Regions from separate parts of the Arabidopsis thaliana genome. Here region 2 is linked to region 1. Evidence: chromatin contacts called from public capture Hi-C data. All regions are on one chromosome and are shown on one strand. The core of a region is the stretch at or near the end of the contact, and the rest is flanking DNA. Distances in the headings are between cores, read along the strand shown. Region 1 holds the start of AT1G08667 (a long non-coding RNA gene). Region 2 holds the start of AT1G64600 (copper ion binding / methyltransferase).

Region 1 (2,962 bases), core at 95-2,594:
GATTCAGAACGAGAAGTTGAAGGCAAATAACTAAAGAAGTCTTTTATATGTATACAATAATTGTTTTTAAATCAAATCCTAATTAAAAAAATATATTCATTATGACTTTCATGTTTTTAATGTAATTTATTCCTATATCTATAATGATTTTGTTGTGAAGAGCGTTTTCATTTGCTATAGAACAAGGAGAATAGTTCCAGGAAATATTCGACTTGATTTAATTATAGTGTAAACATGCTGAACACTGAAAATTACTTTTTCAATAAACGAAAAATATAATATACATTACAAAACTTATGTGAATAAAGCATGAAACTTAATATACGTTCCCTTTATCATTTTACTTCAAAGAAAATAAACAGAAATGTAACTTTCACATGTAAATCTAATTCTTAAATTTAAAAAATAATATTTATATATTTATATGAAAATAACGAACCGGATGAAAAATAAATTTTATATATTTATATCATCTCCAAATCTAGTTTGGTTCAGGGGCTTACCGAACCGGATTGAACTTCTCATATACAAAAATTAGCAACACAAAATGTCTCCGGTATAAATACTAACATTTATAACCCGAACCGGTTTAGCTTCCTGTTATATCTTTTTAAAAAAGATCTCTGACAAAGATTCCTTTCCTGGAAATTTACCGGTTTTGGTGAAATGTAAACCGTGGGACGAGGATGCTTCTTCATATCTCACCACCACTCTCGTTGACTTGACTTGGCTCTGCTCGTCAATGGTTATCTTCGATCTTTAACCAAATCCAGTTGATAAGGTCTCTTCGTTGATTAGCAGAGATCTCTTTAATTTGTGAATTTCAATTCATCGGAACCTGTTGATGGACACCACCATTGATGGATTCGCCGATTCTTATGAAATCAGCAGCACTAGTTTCGTCGCTACCGATAACACCGACTCCTCTATTGTTTATCTGGCCGCCGAACAAGTACTCACCGGACCTGATGTATCTGCTCTGCAATTGCTCTCCAACAGCTTCGAATCCGTCTTTGACTCGCCGGATGATTTCTACAGCGACGCTAAGCTTGTTCTCTCCGACGGCCGGGAAGTTTCTTTCCACCGGTGCGTTTTGTCAGCGAGAAGCTCTTTCTTCAAGAGCGCTTTAGCCGCCGCTAAGAAGGAGAAAGACTCCAACAACACCGCCGCCGTGAAGCTCGAGCTTAAGGAGATTGCCAAGGATTACGAAGTCGGTTTCGATTCGGTTGTGACTGTTTTGGCTTATGTTTACAGCAGCAGAGTGAGACCGCCGCCTAAAGGAGTTTCTGAATGCGCAGACGAGAATTGCTGCCACGTGGCTTGCCGGCCGGCGGTGGATTTCATGTTGGAGGTTCTCTATTTGGCTTTCATCTTCAAGATCCCTGAATTAATTACTCTCTATCAGGTAAAACACCATCTGCATTAAGCTATGGTTACACATTCATGAATATGTTCTTACTTGAGTACTTGTATTTGTATTTCAGAGGCACTTATTGGACGTTGTAGACAAAGTTGTTATAGAGGACACATTGGTTATACTCAAGCTTGCTAATATATGTGGTAAAGCTTGTATGAAGCTATTGGATAGATGTAAAGAGATTATTGTCAAGTCTAATGTAGATATGGTTAGTCTTGAAAAGTCATTGCCGGAAGAGCTTGTTAAAGAGATAATTGATAGACGTAAAGAGCTTGGTTTGGAGGTACCTAAAGTAAAGAAACATGTCTCGAATGTACATAAGGCACTTGACTCGGATGATATTGAGTTAGTCAAGTTGCTTTTGAAAGAGGATCACACCAATCTAGATGATGCGTGTGCTCTTCATTTCGCTGTTGCATATTGCAATGTGAAGACCGCAACAGATCTTTTAAAACTTGATCTTGCCGATGTCAACCATAGGAATCCGAGGGGATATACGGTGCTTCATGTTGCTGCGATGCGGAAGGAGCCACAATTGATACTATCTCTATTGGAAAAAGGTGCAAGTGCATCAGAAGCAACTTTGGAAGGTAGAACCGCACTCATGATCGCAAAACAAGCCACTATGGCGGTTGAATGTAATAATATCCCGGAGCAATGCAAGCATTCTCTCAAAGGCCGACTATGTGTAGAAATACTAGAGCAAGAAGACAAACGAGAACAAATTCCTAGAGATGTTCCTCCCTCTTTTGCAGTGGCGGCCGATGAATTGAAGATGACGCTGCTCGATCTTGAAAATAGAGGTATCTATCAAGTCTTATTTCTTATATGTTTGAATTAAATTTATGTCCTCTCTATTAGGAAACTGAGTGAACTAATGATAACTATTCTTTGTGTCGTCCACTGTTTAGTTGCACTTGCTCAACGTCTTTTTCCAACGGAAGCACAAGCTGCAATGGAGATCGCCGAAATGAAGGGAACATGTGAGTTCATAGTGACTAGCCTCGAGCCTGACCGTCTCACTGGTACGAAGAGAACATCACCGGGTGTAAAGATAGCACCTTTCAGAATCCTAGAAGAGCATCAAAGTAGACTAAAAGCGCTTTCTAAAACCGGTATGGATTCTCACCCACTTCATCGGACTCCTTATCACAAAAAACAAAACTAAATGATCTTTAAACATGGTTTTGTTACTTGCTGTCTGACCTTGTTTTTTTATCATCAGTGGAACTCGGGAAACGATTCTTCCCGCGCTGTTCGGCAGTGCTCGACCAGATTATGAACTGTGAGGACTTGACTCAACTGGCTTGCGGAGAAGACGACACTGCTGAGAAACGACTACAAAAGAAGCAAAGGTACATGGAAATACAAGAGACACTAAAGAAGGCCTTTAGTGAGGACAATTTGGAATTAGGAAATTCGTCCCTGACAGATTCGACTTCTTCCACATCGAAATCAACCGGTGGAAAGAGGTCTAACCGTAAACTCTCTCATCGTCGTCGGTGAGACTCTTGCCTCTTAGTGTAATTTTTGCTGTACCATATA
Region 2 (2,829 bases), core at 170-2,669, 140 kb before region 1:
GTGTAAGCAAATGAAAAGTACCCTCTTCTCCATCCACAGTATATGGGACCGCATCTGAGATATAATATTAGCACCGTGTGGCGTTCCTGGTTCAACCAAAACCTGTCCAATCAAAATTTATGTAAGGAATTCATAAAGCTCAATGCATATAGCAGATAAAAAAATGCACAGTGCACACAGAGATAACATGTGAGGAGAAGTACACGTTCTAGTATAAAAAGAAGTCATTGAGGAGAATGAAAGATGAAAAAACTCAAAGACATACCAAGAGATCATCTGTAAGGTCCCAGAGCTGGCGAACCACAGTAATCCTGTCTTTCAGAGATGGTATCTCCCCTAACACATAGGACTTAACCACAACAGAATTTTTTTTGGAAAACATGCTCAGTAAAAAAACAAACTTGTAAACAAGAATCATAGCTAATGCGAGTGATAAAAGAGATAACCCACAGCGATGACAAGATCATGTTTCCTCTCAGACTTTTTGTTGATCTCTTTATTAAGAGCTAGCAGGCTAGTATACCCATGGATCAGAGGCAAATCCTTAAGGCCTATCATATTCACAACAATGGCAAAGATCAGAATCAATCACTACACTCAAGTGTTTAGCCAGAGACTATCAAAGTGAAATTACCCTGGATTAAGTTACGTCCTGCACGCTGCATTGATTGAGATGGTTCCACTATATTTACTTTCTCCACAGACTTAGGCCAAACCTCTTTAACCGCCCTGCAAGATGTTACAACGAATCAATAATCAAAATAAAACTACCAAAGATAACAGGGAAACATCTATCTCCTCACCAGAAACCTGAACCAGTGCCAGCACCAAAATCCAGCACTCTTGTAGGCGTAAAACCTGGTACTCTTCGACGAATCTATATAAGAATTTAACAAATCTCAAGCTCAATTCTCTACACAACTATCCCAAATGGTATCACCAATGAGAAAGTACCTCGATGAGGACTCTATAGCAGACGGAAAAGACGGCAGGCATACGAGAAGCAATGTAAGCAGCAGTCTCACCGTCTCTGTATTGGAGACCGCTATCTCCATAAACGGTTTGTATCTTCCATCGTTTGGTCTCTAGCGAGTTCATAGAATCAGCCAGACTCTTGGCCGTGGTTTCAGGTAACTGAAGATTGGTGTCCTTGATCTCTTGGAATGATTCCGATAACTGACGCACCTTCTTCCTAATGTGAGGATCATCTTCCTCGCGGAGATATTTCTTAATAGCGCGGCGGAGACGGACGGGGACGACTAGGCAGCGGAGACACTGTTTCGATGCAGATCTTAGGGTTTCTACAGTGAAGACTTTCTGGGCATTCGCCATTTTCAGCCGGAGCTTGAACTGAAATGGAAGTTGCAGGAGGAGCCGAGAGGTTTTAGCCTCCGAGGAGGGTCTAGGGCTTAGCGTTATGGGCCTTTCAAAGAGCCAAATGTTTCTATAATGGGCCTAATGAGGCCTTTATTATAGCAGTGATTAGTGATTATTCGAGATCCATTTGACGAGTTGTTGACAAATCGAAATTTGGTATGTATTTTGAAAAGGAACCAAATTAGGCTTGTGGATAGGATTTCATTTCATTCTTTGGAGGAGGGTCTAGGGCTTAGCGTGATGGGCCTTTGAAAGACCAAATGATTATTTAATGGGCCTAAAAGCCCTTTATTATAGCAGTGACTAGCATTATTGGCCCATTTGAAGAGTGGTTGCTAATATTGCAAAGGAACCATATTTGGATTGTGTGGATGGATATGATTTCATTTCAGTGATCAACAGAAATAAACAAATTTTTATAAGAGTATCAAGATCAAGATTATGAAATTCTGTGATGTTTTTGATTGATATATGTATATATTACATAACAAGGACCTAGCTAGCTAGGATTACAAAACCCTACAAGCTAAGTAATATATATATATATATATATTAGCAATAATGTCAAACCATAACCACATATTAAATATAGGGAGGCTTGCTATATGCACACGTAACACAACTACACACACACATCCCATTTCATCTATAGTATATATTTCTATAACTATATATATTATAAAGCTAATTATATTACTATATATAGGGCTTAAGATTTACACGTAGAAAATAGCTAGGATGGTTTGTTGGTTAAAAGGAGGTATGAGAAAGATTGGTAGTGGAATTAGGTGGAGAAACCAACAAGTCAGAAGCAGTCCAGAGTCTCTGAGCTTTGAGATTGCATGACCCGGATTTAGATGACCTAGCTTCGTTGCAGTCGGAGAAGTACTTGCCACACACGTTCCTCAATCTTGGACTTGTTGCCACGTAACATGTCGTAGCTGCTGCCTGAGGAACAGACTTCAATAGCTTGGATGTCAAGAAAAACACTAAATCAGTGACGACGCCTTCTCGATCTCTTGTGAGACGGGTTTTCACGATACCAGGATGAACACAATTGGCCGTCACATTCGCATCCATTTTCTGCATATATATTGTAGTTTATTATTAGAAATGAGGAGATAAATTGTTACTTCCTACCAAATAGTTAAATTTGTATAATAACGTACATGGAGAAGCCGTGATAGCTCAACAGTGTGGAGCACGTTGGCGAGCTTGGAGAGAGCGTAGGCTCGAGTCGCGTCGTAATTTCTGTAAAACGCAAAGTTAAAGCTATAATTAGTGGGTCAAACTCAAGTCACAAAGTATAAACTATTATTATTCTCTCTGAAAATATGATTTTAAATAAAGGAAAAAGACGAGAGGACGACGGCGTTTATTTTTGTCGTCGCATCACCTTTTTGTTGTACTTATTATTAAACAATGATTAATTATTCGCTATATGATTGGAAT

The links. Capture Hi-C pulls out chosen DNA fragments and counts their contacts.
Region 2: a capture Hi-C map of seedling shows a contact between it and region 1, with 2.2 times the contacts expected there.

What each region holds. Positions count from the first base shown.
Region 1 is chr1:23,853,290-23,856,251 of TAIR10.1, reverse strand. AT1G08667 (a long non-coding RNA gene) reads right to left here and starts at 1,344. Exons shown (of 1, transcript NR_139474.1): 1 at 1,131-1,344. NPR1 (regulatory protein (NPR1)) reads left to right here and starts at 594. Exons shown (of 4, transcript NM_105102.3): 1 at 594-1,405; 2 at 1,485-2,220; 3 at 2,329-2,532; 4 at 2,643-2,962. The coding sequence starts at 845. The coding sequence ends at 2,923.
Region 2 is chr1:23,994,499-23,997,327 of TAIR10.1, reverse strand. It overlaps AT1G64600 (copper ion binding / methyltransferase), which reads right to left and starts at 1,419. Exons shown (of 11, transcript NM_105135.3): 1 at 955-1,419; 2 at 804-877; 3 at 635-729; 4 at 451-551; 5 at 266-349; 6 at 22-102. The coding sequence starts at 1,332. It overlaps AT1G64590 (NAD(P)-binding Rossmann-fold superfamily protein), which reads right to left. Exons shown (of 6, transcript NM_105134.2): 5 at 2,547-2,628; 6 at 1,819-2,460. The coding sequence ends at 2,128.